Linked DNA regions of Hordeum vulgare: region 1 is linked to region 2. A link is a contact called in public Hi-C data. All regions are on one chromosome and are shown on one strand. Each heading gives the region's core, a stretch centred on a gene start, on an enhancer-like site or on the middle of the called end of the contact. The rest is flanking DNA. Distances are from core to core; before and after follow the strand shown.

Region 1 (7,399 bases), core at 3,806-6,305, 480 kb after region 2:
AAAAGTATAGGCTGGTCAATTGGAGTGTGGTTTGTAGGCCAAAAGACCAAGGTGACCTTGGCATTCAAGACCTACGGGTCCAGAATGATGCATTACTTAGTAAATGGTTTTTCAAACTACTTACTCAGGATGGCGTTTGGCAAACCCTCCTGCGCAATAAGTATCTATACCAAATGGTTGTGTCTCAGGCCTATTGGAAACCTTGTGACTCGCATTTTTGTGTTGGTCTAATGGCGGTAAAGAAGCATCTTTTCTGTTTTGGATCATTTGCGATAAGTGATGGGTCGGAGATTCGTTTCTGGGAGGACAACTAGCTAGGGAATGCCAGCCTTTGAGAACAATATCCTGATTTGTACCGCATTGTTCGCAATAAGAATGATACTCTTGCACACATCCTCAGTTCATCCTCGTCAGATAACTCTTTCAGGCGGGATTTGATCGGCCCCATCTTATGTCATGGCAAAATCTCTTATTCGGATTGCATTCGATTAACCCGACACAAGGACGGGATGTGTTTTAATGGAACCTCACTACATCTGGGTCCTTCACAGTCGACTCTATGTACTATGCGCTCAGGCAGTCAGAGGTTCTAATGGATAATGATAAGAAAATTTGGAAGTCAAAGATTCCACTAAAAGCTAAAATCTTTATATGGTATCTTCGTACGGGAGTTGTGCTAAGCAAAGACAACCTCGCCCGACCGCAATTGACAATGAATTAAGAAGTGTAGCTTTTATACTCGCGATGAGACAATCAAACACCTCTGTTTTCCTTCTACATGGCCAATCATCCAAATAGCGTCCAATTTTTATCCACCCACAAATGTTGCCAACATTTTTGGTCATTGGTTGGACGGTATTTCAAATAGGTTCAAAACCCTATTAAGGGTGGGAGCGTATGCCTTATTGTGGTCGCTTTGGCTATGTAGAAATAATTTGGTTTTCAATAATATAAACTCTTCTCCTTTGCAGGTTATTTTCCATTGTACGCATTTGCTTCGTATATGGTCTACGCTACAACGAACAGAGTTACAACCGTTGTTCAAGGCGGTGTGTACGCGATTGGAGCGGGTGGCGAAGGAGGTTTTTACCGACATGGATGACAGCATAATCTTTGGATCGGTCCACCATCTTCTTCGGACATAGGCAAAATGTTGGCCCTATATGACTTTACTGTTGCTGATATGTTGGTTTTTATTTATTTTTAGTTTTCTATTAGATTTTGTATGTTTGGCTGTATGCATCTTCATTATGCAAAGACCGGATGTTATTCATCATGATTTATATCAACTAACAAAAGAGCCCGTGCGTTGCAACGGGAGAAAAAGAATATCATCCATTCTAACTCTATAAATTAAATCAATGACGTCGCAATAATTTCATATTCTTTGAAACTAGTTGATTGCTTCTTAGTTAGCTAGCTTTGGTATATCCACCTTGTTGCAGGTATCACGACGAGAAGGATTAATACAACATGTAGCCAGTAACTGAGCTCACATATGTATTTCCATGTACAAGGTTTCACCAGCAGCAAACAAAGCCGAGGAACGGCACAAAAGGCAGCAGCAGCGATACGCATGCAACACACACACAAATCCATCTCAATATGTCTCAATTTTTCTCTTCTTCTCTCTCTCTCTGATCCTCTTCTTTCCATCGCACAAAGCAACACAAAGCAAATTCAACATAGAAGCAGTAGCAGCAAAATTTAAGGAATCACACGCCTATATAAAAAATAAAGCAGCAGAACTTTTAGCTCTATCAAGTACGGAAGAGAAACCATGCAATCCTTTTCCTGACAAAACTGATGATTTTTGTTCATTTTGGATGGCTACTCACACAAATGGCAAGGACTTCCCAGTAGTCCTCCTGTCTGCAATCACTGAAGTAGATTGCTTCAGGTTTCTAGGTTCAGATAAATCCTCTGATTTTTGTCTCTTATTTTGTGGAGAGATCTCATCAAAATGCTGATGTTTTTTGAACCGCTCACCCTATTATTTAGAAATTAATTAGGAGTGTCATTGCACATAATTGAATGAAACAATTGTACATCACAGGAAAATTATTCAGGCAATTAACTGCAATATGCATACCTTATTCACTAATTGGTTTGCCCTATTTAACTGGACAGCTGAGTTATTGGCCTTACGAGGAGCAATATTGATCACAAGGTCATCATCCAATTCTTCTTCAGAAGGATCATCTGTTTCTTCCATTTGAAGATCATCCAAATCTTCTTCAGGACTTTTTGTTGTTTCTTCCATTCGCTAATCATTGTCGGAATCACAGGGTTCTGTCTCGGTATCACAGAGTTCTGCCTCAGCATCAGAGGGGTCTGTCTCAACATCTCCTTTCTGCACTTTTGCTCAGTGTCTACTCATCACAGAATTCATGACGTTGCGTTCCTTCTCAAATGCAACACGATTAAGAACAGCAGCATATTCTTCATTAGCCTTCTCAAATGCAACACGATTAAGAACGCCGAGGGTGGATCCCTTCATCCGCTCGCCCTTCACGCGCGGGTCCATGGGGCCGACGAGGAAGTCGTGCGCCGACCTGAGCCACATGTCCATGCCTGACGCGCCGACATCTCCTTTGTCAGTGGCGGCCGCCGGTCCACCGCGGATTCGTCGGACATCTCCTTCATCAGCAGCAACGGCGGCGGCGGCCGCCGGAGCATCGACTACTACCAGCAGTCTGTGCCCCGTATGTCCAACGGCTCGTCCCTGGACAGCTATGACCACAACTCTTGATCTCAGATATTTGCAAGGCCTCTGTTGCGATGCCGGCAACAGAGAACATATGAGCGGCGTTGGCATGGATCTCCCGTCGTGGCATGGGGACACCGTACGTGGCCCCGGCCCACGAGCATCAACGACAACATCTCCTGCATCATGGACTACATCCTACTGCTGCTCCTCTCGCCGACCCTCCCTTCTCTTCACTCCATCTACGGAGCACGGAGCGCCGCCGGCCTCCACTATGCGCCGCCGCGTTGGATGACCTCGTGACCCGCCGCGACTCCCCTCCTGCTCCTCCTCTCACGGCCCGTGCCCTTCCTGTGCTCGCCGTTGTTGTCCTGCTCCTGATTGGATCGGGAGCCCCACCGCTGGATCTGCAGCCCTTGAGGGTCCTCTCCGCCTCCGCGCGCCGTCGCCGGCCCGTCTTCGGCCCGTCGCCTCCGCGCGCCGTCGTCGGGCAGTCGCCGGCCCATCGCCTCCTCGCCCGTCGCCGGCGAGAAGGCGCCTCCTCAGGACGGGAATGGATAAGTCGGGGAGGGGGTTATGTAAAACAATGAAACGTTTTTTTAACTTAAAAACGTACTGCGGGTTGAATACCGAAAACGCGAGGGGTGTTTCTGCAAATTTGTCTGCGACGTACGGCAAAAGAAGTAGCTGCTTTATCTCTCCCTAATAATAAATCAAATTCGGTTTCTGGTCGTCCGTCTTAAAAATTACTCCTAAAGTTTGCATAAATTATCCACCATGCCACCGGTAAGTAATAGGAAACGTTTCACAAAACGAAAAATCTTGGACTGGGCCGGCCCATGTAAAAACCTCCTATATTACGCTCTGCACGCTGGGAGAATATCCAACACACCGTATGGGCCGGCCCATGCACAGGCGCCCGCTTTTAGTTCCGTTTATTTATTTATTTTCAGTTCCGTTTTATTTTTTATTTTAAATAATGTAGAACTTTAAATAATCTTTAAAATTTTAATAAACTGAAAATTATAAATCAACATATTTAAAAAATTAAAATGCTTGTGACTTCAAAAACTGCTCGGAGTTTTGTAAAAAATGCTCGCACATACAATAAAATGTTTGCAATTTTATAAAAATGTTTGTACAATAAGAATAGTCCATGATCTCAAATACAATTCCATGTATTAAAAACTATTAAATGCATTTAACAAAATGCTTTCTAATGCAAAATATGTCCTAAAATTTTAAAAATAGCTAATGTCTGTTTTGATAGTCTCTTTTTTTTATTTAAAATTTTCGGTTTCATTTTTGTTTATTTATAATTTAAATAATTTAGAATTACAAAAACTTTTGCATATTAAAAAATAGGAATTAGGATTAAAATGTTGACGAATTTTTATTTTGAATTAAAAATAGGATTCAAAAAAAGTGCCGGATTTTTATATTTTTTTGAAAATTCCAAAACAATGTCCATGAATTTAATAAATATATTACTGATTTATAAAAATGTTTATTTATTCAGAAAAACTTCATGCATTTCAAAAAATGTTTGTGAATTTAAAATAAAATCCTCCAACATCAAAAATTATGTTCGTCTTTTCTTGAATTGGTGGCCAATTGAAAAGAAAATATTTAAACCCGTTCGAAATATAAAAAATATTCACGATTTTTAGTAAATGTTTGTAAATTGTAAAAAATGTTCTCGATTTTAAAATCGTTTCCATATTTGTAAAATTGTTCACGAAAGATCTAATGTATGTAGTTAAACATTAATGCTTCTAAGTCTTTGTGACAATATACCTGTGTGAATTTTAAATAATTAACTGTTGGATGGATCGGATTATTATTGAATGTTTCCTAAAAAAATTCTTGAAATTCAGAATAAATCTTTGAGTTACCAAGATTTTTGACAACCATGATATATATTTTTTGAAAATGTAAAGATTGCTTTAACTTCTGAATAAATTTAAAAAAAAACATTTTCTTGCGTTTGTGCACAAAATTTCTAAATCAAGCGATGATATGTGAACATAATATGGTCACCATCATTAAAGATTATGCTTTTTTTCTTTCATGACAACGCACAGGTCATTTTGCTAATTATTATTAGGAAGAGATTTGATGCTATCTTTTGAATTAATAAAGTGTCTTTATCAAAAAATCCCCGATAAGGACCTCCCTGCCGCTGCCACGCCGGCTTTGCCCGAACACGCGTCCTGGCGGCGGCAAGGGGTAGTAGATGTGCGGCGGATAGGGTTTTGCTCGTGTTCCTGGCCCTCTCGGTACACATACCGTGGGCTACACTGGTTCAGAGTAAAAGTGAGAGCGGCGACCAAATTCCTAGACTGGGTACCTCCAGCTCCCCTCAAATCGGTGGGGTTAGGGAGCCGGAGGGCCTCCCAACAGGTCCTAAATATAAGTCTTTTAAAAAAATTCATTAAATGACTACGTATGAAACAAAATAAATGGATCTACACTTTAAAATATGACTATATACATATGTATAATCTTTTAGAAAGGCTTATATTTAGGAACGGAGGGAGTACATTATTATCAATAAATACTAAGGGAGATGATCTATATACACACACGAGAAAATAACATAAAAGTCGATATTAACCGGTCAACTTGCATCACTAAACAGACACAGATTCGGTGTACGACCAACACAGCCAGACGACAACACCGATATAGTGTTACACTGCATATAGACACCATGAAGATAGGAAGAGAAAAACATAAAATCCGGGTCAAATTACAAAGGTGAGCTCACTCCAAGTCTAGAATTAATAGTACATGAGCTGCTGCTGCTGCTGCTGCTGCTGTGAGGCACCAACGTTCTGGAAAGTACCATCGTACATCGCCTGACTCGCACCTACACCCATCCCCATGGCTGCTTGCCTGAGATGCTGAGCCTGCATCAATGCCTGGGTCGAAGCCATCTTGCTCATCGCAATAGCACGTTGATACGCTACGAGATTGGCGGCTGCAGGGTGGCTAGGAGCAGCAGGAGGGGGCAGAGGAGCAGAGGTGGTACCAGGGGGTGTAGGCTTGTTGCCCCAAGAACACTGCAAAACAAGAGAAAAGACGGACGTGCAGCTCCAATCAGGACATCAGTCATAAAATACTAGCGACGTAAAGCAGTGGGAAAAGAAAAAGGATGGTTAAGATGACACGTCCGCAAAATTGTTAAGCAGGGAAAGGTGCTGCTAACCTTGACTGGTTTACCACCCAAAATACGACCATTACCCGTCTGAATTGCAAGGGCAGTTTCAGCATGGTTGCTGTACTTGACAAAACCAAAACCTTTGCCATGCTGAACACGCACCTCCTCGATGGCTCCAGCACCAAGTGCATGGAAAAAACGATGAAGCACGTCTTGAGTAACCTGGTATTAAGAACATCACGAAATCATTAAGGCGGCAATTGCGACAAATGTGATAATTCATGACACATTTTGAAATAAGCTCATTATACCACATGCAAAGTGATTCGTGTAACAGCAGAGTTTATAGTCTATATTAGCCATGCAAGTGAGTGGTAAAGCATAAGAGATGCATCCAAAGAAGCATGCTTCAAGAGAATTACCTCGTGAGCAAGGTTCCCAACATAAACAGTTCTGTACAATGGATTATTTTCAGGAGCATCTTCGTTTGATTTCTGCTTTGCATTTTCTGGACAAGACAAATAGTAGACAGCACAAATCTCAGGATAAGGATAATAATATAGACTTTGTATAACATATGAAGAACTGCAATACTTAAGTTCCTAGCAGTCAAAGCCCAAGAACATCATGTGAACATAAAGCATCGCAACAAAAATAGATATCACAGAAACCAAATAAATACAATCAAGCAGTCTAGAATCACATAGCCATAGAAATATTCTGATCAAACCAGCTAATTACTGCTAAATTTAGAAAAGTGCAGCTTTAAGCGGGTATGCTTTACTAATCAAACTTCAGCATCAACACGAACAAATAAAACCTTTATGAAAAGTATTGTTAATGAAAAGATTATTTGGCAATGATAATAGCACATATCGAAGAACTAATATTCTACATAACCCATCTTTTGAAACCAACATCTTAGCAAATTTAAGGAAGTAATAATCCAAATGGTATAAAATACAACAGGTCCATAGTATACCTGTGAAATTGTTATTTACATCAACTATACTTTTCGAATCTGATGCTAGCTGGTCCTCGCCACTGTTGGCGCCTTTTGTTGCCCAGTTGCAACGAATCTGCCGATTTCCAAGCCACTGACCTAGAAAGGTTATTTTTGTAAAAAAATTCATCACCAGCATTTTAAAACTAAGAAGCTAGCACACAAAATGTCATTTACATAATTGTTTCAATCGTGGAAAATATCAAATGCATAGGCCTACAGGCAGAACAAATCGAAACCCTCACTGTGCTAGAAGTATAATTGTGTTCAAGTTAGAGATAAGGAGATAGAGATGGAATTAGTTTAAACATGTAATGTGTTGTCTTGTCTTGTACTTAAAGTCTCTCTCCCTCACATGTACGCGCATGGCACCGTCCGGCCATGTACGCGCGTGTGCACTGATCTTGCCGGTTCCAGCATCGACACAGGCCTGCTTCGATCTGAACGAGCAGCACGCGCATGACGGGGCGACATCAACCAAACACACCGGACTGGCCACCCGCGGGCGCTTCATGGCCCCCGGCCG
Region 2 (6,622 bases), core at 863-3,362:
ATGTGTGTGTAATGTACTGCTTAAACGAAATATTTATATGTGATGTAATGCATGAACGAAATCTACATCCAATGCTGACCTTCCAGCCCTACAATTTTCTCAGGTACTTGCTCAGAAAGTGTGCAGTTTCCAACATCAAAAAACCTATAGAAGATATAATCAGCGACCGTTTGTTCCTTTGGGGTAGGCTGGCGATTCCTTTCATCCTTTGAAATGCAAACAACTGTGCATTTACCAGCAATAGATTCCTAACATAAGCAATAAACAAATGGCTATTAGAACATTTTACTTGTAAGAATGGTCAGAAATGAACTGAATTAACAATGATGTGCCCAGCTAGCTTCAAAAAAATGTAATTGTTGGCCCCAACTAACTTGTTGCCCTTTTGTACTGACCAAGCTGGTTCTGCTCAGTTATGCAAATGAGCAACCAAGACGGATCCAGCTCAGTCAGGCTTTTGTTCTGTCTATTATTGCCAAATATACTTCCAAAAGTGGTAATCAAACTGTTGCGCCTTGCATATTGTTAGCACACCTTTTATACAAGAAGATTATAACTTCAAATTGCATTTCTGGTCTGTGGATCAATCCAATTAAAAGAAAATGCAAATATGTGAGTAAGGAAGGAACAAACTACCAGTGGGTTGATATCGGCAAGGCCAGTGCCATCACCAGAAGCAAGAAATATCTCATTCTCCACCACGGGGCCTTCTAAATAATTTCTGATCTCATCCGGGGTGAAAAACCAAAGAATCTTTACTTTCTTAGCTTCATTTTGCTGCCATATCTTTACTATCTTTCCAATGTATGGTTCAGGTTCTCCATTTTTAAAAAGATATACACAGTCATACAGTGAGTACTTCACATTGTCAAAGGTGAAGGAACCATAGAACTGTGTATCCATCTTGGCACCACCTTTTGCTCTCTTATTTCCCCATGAAAACTGGATATTCTCGTTACTTTCACCCATTCTGATAATGGCCACTTGCAGCTCAATTTGCCCTTACCATAGGCCTAGAAAGATAAAAAAGGGTATACCAGACATCAATAAATTATAAGCAGCATCAAAACATCTACAAATAATAGCATCACCACATATAACTCCTGAATTGTTCTTAGTCAATTCACTTTTTCTTGTAGGACAACAACAAAACAGTAAAGACATAACCCTTAAGACCTTAACCGTTTTAGTTCATCAGCTATAGCACAACGTCTATAATCGACTCGCAAGCAGTCCATCTATTGTCCACTCTAAGGAAGACTCTGTATTTGACAAGAAAGGTGCAGTGTCCATGCTTCATACATACATTATAAAAAAATATATCATCCTATTGCTGTGAGAACTTGAGAAAACGACATACAAATACCAAAAGAATCATTCCAAAAGCACAAAATGCACGCTACAGAGTTCTGAGCATAACAAATAGTGCAGCCAAAAGACGATTTAAACAACCCCCAAAATTCATGAACGATACTTGCAGCAAAATACCTAAACCAGAAGCTACAGGAAGAAAGCGCACCCCATACCGCCTCTAACACGATCGGTCCCCATCCAATACAGACCTAGGGTTACGGACACTGAAACAAACAAAGACAAACAGAGACAACGGGGGGCATAGCACGAGGGGCTGACGACGGGCAACTCAACTGGAGTCGAGGCGCCGCCCGGAGTTTCCCTGCCGCCGGAGACGGGGCCGCCGCCTAGGGCTGCTGAGGGCTAGCTAGCGAGGGGGACTGGGAGGGCTCCCCTGCTTCGGTCTGTGCTGGCTACAGATGGTCCAGGAACTAGGCGGTCGGACTTGGCCAGTTGAGGCCCATTGCTTCGGTCTGTGTGTATCAGGGAGTGGAGGAGGAGGAACAGGAGGAGGGCGGTTACCTTCTGCAGATGACGGGTAGATGGCCGGGGAGAAGCGGGGGAAGGGGGCGGTGAGGTCCTAGGGCACCGGCGGCGAGGTCCACGTCGACAGCAGTGTTGCAGGCGAGGAGGGCGCCCCGGCGGAGGACGCCGGAGAGGGTTAGCAGGGGAGGGGGAGGGGAGGCGAGGGCCAACTAGGGCTGCGCCATGGGGGTGAGGGGGAGAAGGCCACGCGGCTAAGGCCCATTTCAAGGGAAGCGCAGTGCTGACCATGAGCCTTACAATACAAAAACAAAAATGTTCTTAGTTTGAACAATTCGTAGGAACTACTCCATCCGTTCCTAAATATAAGATCTTTTAGAGATTCCACTATAGACTACATACAGAGCAAAATAAATGAATCTACACTCTAAAATATGTCTATATACATCCGTATATAGTCCATAGTGTAATCTCTAAAAGATCTTATATTTAGGAACGGAGGGAGTAGTTGATTGCCCGTGCGTTGCCACGGGGTAAAGAGGAAAATAAGGATAGCATCATTTCTGAAGAGATGAAGCACAAGTATATTTTAATTTTTAGCATTTTTAACATAACAATGCATTTACAGAAGATGAATGAGTAACGAAATCCAATAAGAAAGACTACAAACATGTGTCTGTGAGCCCTGTATGGAAGAAGTAGAGCATAAATAAATGAACTTTGGCTGTAGAAATACAACCCGGATTCATAATCATGATAATTTTCATGAAACAAACCATCATTCAAATGTTCTTTCATTTATCCGCCACTATTTATTTACTATTATACTTCCTTGACATCCAATCAAAGTTTTCTTCGTGTTGATGTATGAGGTGTCGTCAGGTGCTCGCACATTAATTTGTTTATCCTAAATTTGGCTGGAGGCTAGAGCTACCTACAGCGCATAGAAAGAAGAAGAAATCCACAAGACCCACAAGACCCCTTCAAGTTCTTCAACAACTATAACATGAAAGGGAGAATTTTTGGCAGCGGGTAAAATTAACACAATAGGATGACAAGTATCTTGGCCTCTAGAAAATTGTTTCAATTGTCTTGGCCTAAAAAAAAATTACCGGTACAAACATTTCTTTCTTTTTCAGCAGGGTGGTATGAATAGATTTTGCCACAATTATCTATTGTAAATAACTTGTTTTTGTGGTAAGAATAGATTTTGCCATAATTATCTATTGTAAATAACTTTTTTTTTGCAAACAGGGTGTTGTAACTCCTCGGAACCAACATTTTTTTGCTGGTACAAGCAAATCTTGCTTCCCATAATCAGTGGTGCTCGAAGGAATCGTATCGGAGAGAATGGACTCTTGCTTGGGTGGTGAAGGTGAAATTCCGTTTTTTTACAAGGAGATGAAGGTGAAATTCAACACTTCAGTAAAGGCCAAACTACACATCTATTGTGAACTTGAGTGATGCATTGTTCCAACATCTTTCTTGTAAAGAAATCGATCGAAAAATGGTTGACACTACGATACACGTACATAATCAACCTTGTATGCCACTGAAAAGTGTAAGCATAACCATTTGCACGCCACTGAAAAGTGTAAGCATAACCTTTTGCATGCCACTGAAAAGTGTAAGCATAACCTTTTGCATGCCCCTAAAGTGAGCATAACGTTTTTAGTTTTCGAATGAAAGATTTGAACGAAAAAATATCACAAGACACGCCAACCTACCCGTGTAGCTGGTGACGATATGTGTCATGGTTGAAAATTAAAAAAAGTTAACCAACTACTTTTAAACTAACTTAGATATACAAGAATGGGGCGGAAGTGACACAACATCTCCCCTTGCCGCAAAGGTGTGTCTCCCATCTAGAAAATGGTGTATCTACCTTCACTATAAAAATACCAACGTAAAAAACAGAGTATCTTCTTTTGCCTCATATTGGTTCATACACAAGAACATGAAATCGGAAAAACTCTCAACCTCTCTTGTCCCTAGTCCTTGGACTTGGATTATGTTAAATCTTGCAAACATTTTTTCTACACACAACAAGGCCACTTGAGGCAATGCACCTAGCAGTCAGATTATGATGTACTTCTTGTGTATCAAAATATAACACATTTTTTGGGTCTAGATTGACACTAAAGAGCATCTTATATTTTGATATGGAGGGAGTATATCATTAGATCAACATCTTCCTCTATAGCAACATGATGAAACCTGAAGTCAGCTACTGCCTTTTTTGAGCAAAACGTTAAAAAAAGAACTCGTCCCCATGCACGTCCCTGACGATATGCTCTGCAAGGGAGGCTCCGAGTTGTAGTCGAGCGCTGAGAAGATGGTCACGATGCAGAAACATGGGACCGAGAAGCCCCCGTCGTGGTTGGCGTTGGAATGTGTGAGCGTCTTGGCGAAGGAGGCCGGCTTTGGGCAGTCGTCCTCCGCCCTCCCTTCGGCGGTGACGTCGCCCACGTCGACCGCGGGGTCGCCGTGGCGGATCGGGACGAGGCAGATCTTGGCGAAGACCTCGTCGCTATGCGCGTCGGCCATGAAGCGCATGACAGAGATGCGGGAGGGAAGGAGCGTGAAGACGCGCGCAGCGGACAGGTCGACGGGAAGTAGTAGACGGCGGCGCCGACGGGCGATACGGTGCACATGCTCCCGGCACAGGCCAGCCAGAGTTGCACGTCGACGACCGGGGCTTCTCCTCACCGCCCGTCGGGCACGACAGCTCGGTCCTTGGTGAAGGTGAGCATCCCCCTTCTCCCCTCGCAACCCCGAAAGAGGGTATGCGTTTGTCGTCGACGCGGGGGCTGCTGGTGGTGCTGTCACGACGGTGATGGAGGATTTTCTCGGGAGGGATGGGGGTGGGAGGAGTGATCGGGTAGTTTGGGGAGAGTTGGGGGCGTGGGGTGCGTGGTCATGTTTTTTTTCTGGACGTAGTTTCTCTTTCTTTTTTTATCAGGAAAGTGGGGATAAGGAGGAAGAGGAACGTTGGTTGAACCATCACGACGACGGCAGATCCTCCTTTAATAGTAGAGATTCTATAGGATATGATTCTTATAGGAATTTCTCTTTTAAAGCCATTTGGTTCATATAAATGATTCTTATTCTACATAGGATTGGTTCATATCCTTCACATTTCAAAGAAAAACAAACGTTAGCCTAGACTCAATGAAAAAAATAGAATATATTACAATATATTATAAATAGCGTGTGTGGAATAAAGATGGTATGGTGTGCGAAATCATCTTAGGTAATTGATAACAAGATCGATAATCATTCTTGCAATTTTATATGAGGGAGAGGCATGAGCTAACATACTTTCTGTACTTGAATCATATGATCTTATGATTGGATCTCTAGCCAGCATCCGTAATTACTAAAAATCATTAAGGTAAACTTAACCATAACATTAAACATTAAGTCTCCTTTACTCCCCATACATAAACAACCCCTAACTCGGGTGTAAGCCTCTGTCATCTAGTCACCCATTATAAGCGAATCACGAACATATTGCTACACCCTTCAGCGCGAATCCTTCACGTGTGGGCCTCACGGAAGGCACCTTAGGACAAACACCAAAATAAAAGATACACTCAACCCAATCTAGATCATCAATCAACCCAAAAGGACAACATAGATCTACTCAAACATCATAGGATGGCAACATGCCATTGATTAATAATATGTGGCATGAGACACCATGTTCAAGTAGGGAATTATAGCGGGGTGCGGGAGAGTGGACCGCTGAAAAGAGATGAGAAGGTGATGAAGACGGTGATGTTGATGAAGACGATCACCGCGGCGATGGCTCCCCGGGGGCACTCCTGCGTCGCCGGAATAGAGGGGATGAGTCTCCCCCCTTAGGCTTCCTCCTACATGGTCTCTCCCTAGATGGGGAGAGGTTCTCCCCTCTGGTCCTTAGCTGCCATGGCTCCCGGAGGGGTGAGAGCTGATACATCTCCAACCTATCTATAGTTTTTTATTGTTATATGTTGTTATATTATCACTCTTGGATGTTTTTAAATCATTTTATAGCAACTTTATATCATTTTTTGGGACTAACATATTGCCATAGTGCCCAGTGCCAGTTGCTATTTTTTGCTTGTTTTTCCTTCGCGAAAAATCTATATCAGATGAAGTACAAATGCCATGGAACTTTTTGGAGATTTTTTTGGACCAAGAGAAAACGTGAGAACCAATGAAGCTCAACAGGGGAGGCCCAGGTGGCCCACTAGGCACCAGGGCACGCCCTGGGCCCCTGGCACACCCTGATGGGTAGTGGGGGGCTCAAGCACCTCCTCCACTGCCTCTTTACTCCATAAATACCTGGATATTCCAGAAACCCTAGAGGAGTCAACGAAAAATCATTTCAGCTGCCGCAAGTTCTAGAAGCCACGAGATCCAATCTAGAGCTCGTTCCGTCACCGTGCCGGAGGGGAACACAATCACGGAGGGGTTCATCATCCTCACTGGTGCTCCTCCGATGATGCGTGAGTAGTTCATAGCAGACCTACGGGTCCGCATGCAATAGCTAGATGGCTTTCTCTCTTGTTTTGCTTCTCAATACAATGGTCTCTTGAAGATCTATTTGATGTAACTCTGTATTTTGTGGTGTGTTTGTTGGGATCCGATGAACTGTGAGTTTATGATCATACCTATGACATTATATCCATTCTTGATTATTAGAGCCTCGTATTTCTTCTTCAATATTTGGGTTTTGTTTGGGTAACTTGATATTTTTATCGTGCAACGAGAAGAGCTGCTTTGTGATGGGTTCGATCTT

Evidence for each region. Hi-C and Micro-C count contacts between places; a contact is called where the count stands out from the background.
Region 1: a Hi-C map of seedling shows a contact between it and region 2, with 2.5 times the contacts expected there. The contact joins the enhancer-like site here to the promoter of LOC123425318 in region 2. A contact is called at or near these places in 1 of 6 Hi-C or Micro-C datasets (seedling) and 1 of 1 datasets of contacts at active chromatin or transcription factors (embryo).

The regions. Positions count from the first base shown.
Region 1 is chr2H:100,284,271-100,291,669 of MorexV3_pseudomolecules_assembly, forward strand. It overlaps LOC123425320 (oligouridylate-binding protein 1-like), which reads right to left. Exons shown (of 12, transcript XM_045109003.1): 9 at 6,853-6,972; 10 at 6,293-6,378; 11 at 5,919-6,092; 12 at 5,303-5,772. The coding sequence ends at 5,491. Among protein-coding and RNA genes, the nearest start is that of LOC123425320, 8.0 kb to the right of the region's middle. Within about 2 kb of position 5,056, at least 3 of the 3 cell types and tissues checked have open chromatin away from gene starts, as enhancers often do. A contact at or near this core is called in seedling, where this site is marked.
Region 2 is chr2H:99,811,358-99,817,979 of MorexV3_pseudomolecules_assembly, forward strand. LOC123425318 (protein ANTI-SILENCING 1-like) reads right to left here and starts at 2,113. Exons shown (of 11, transcript XM_045109002.1): 1 at 1,876-2,113; 2 at 637-1,013; 3 at 80-248. The coding sequence starts at 969.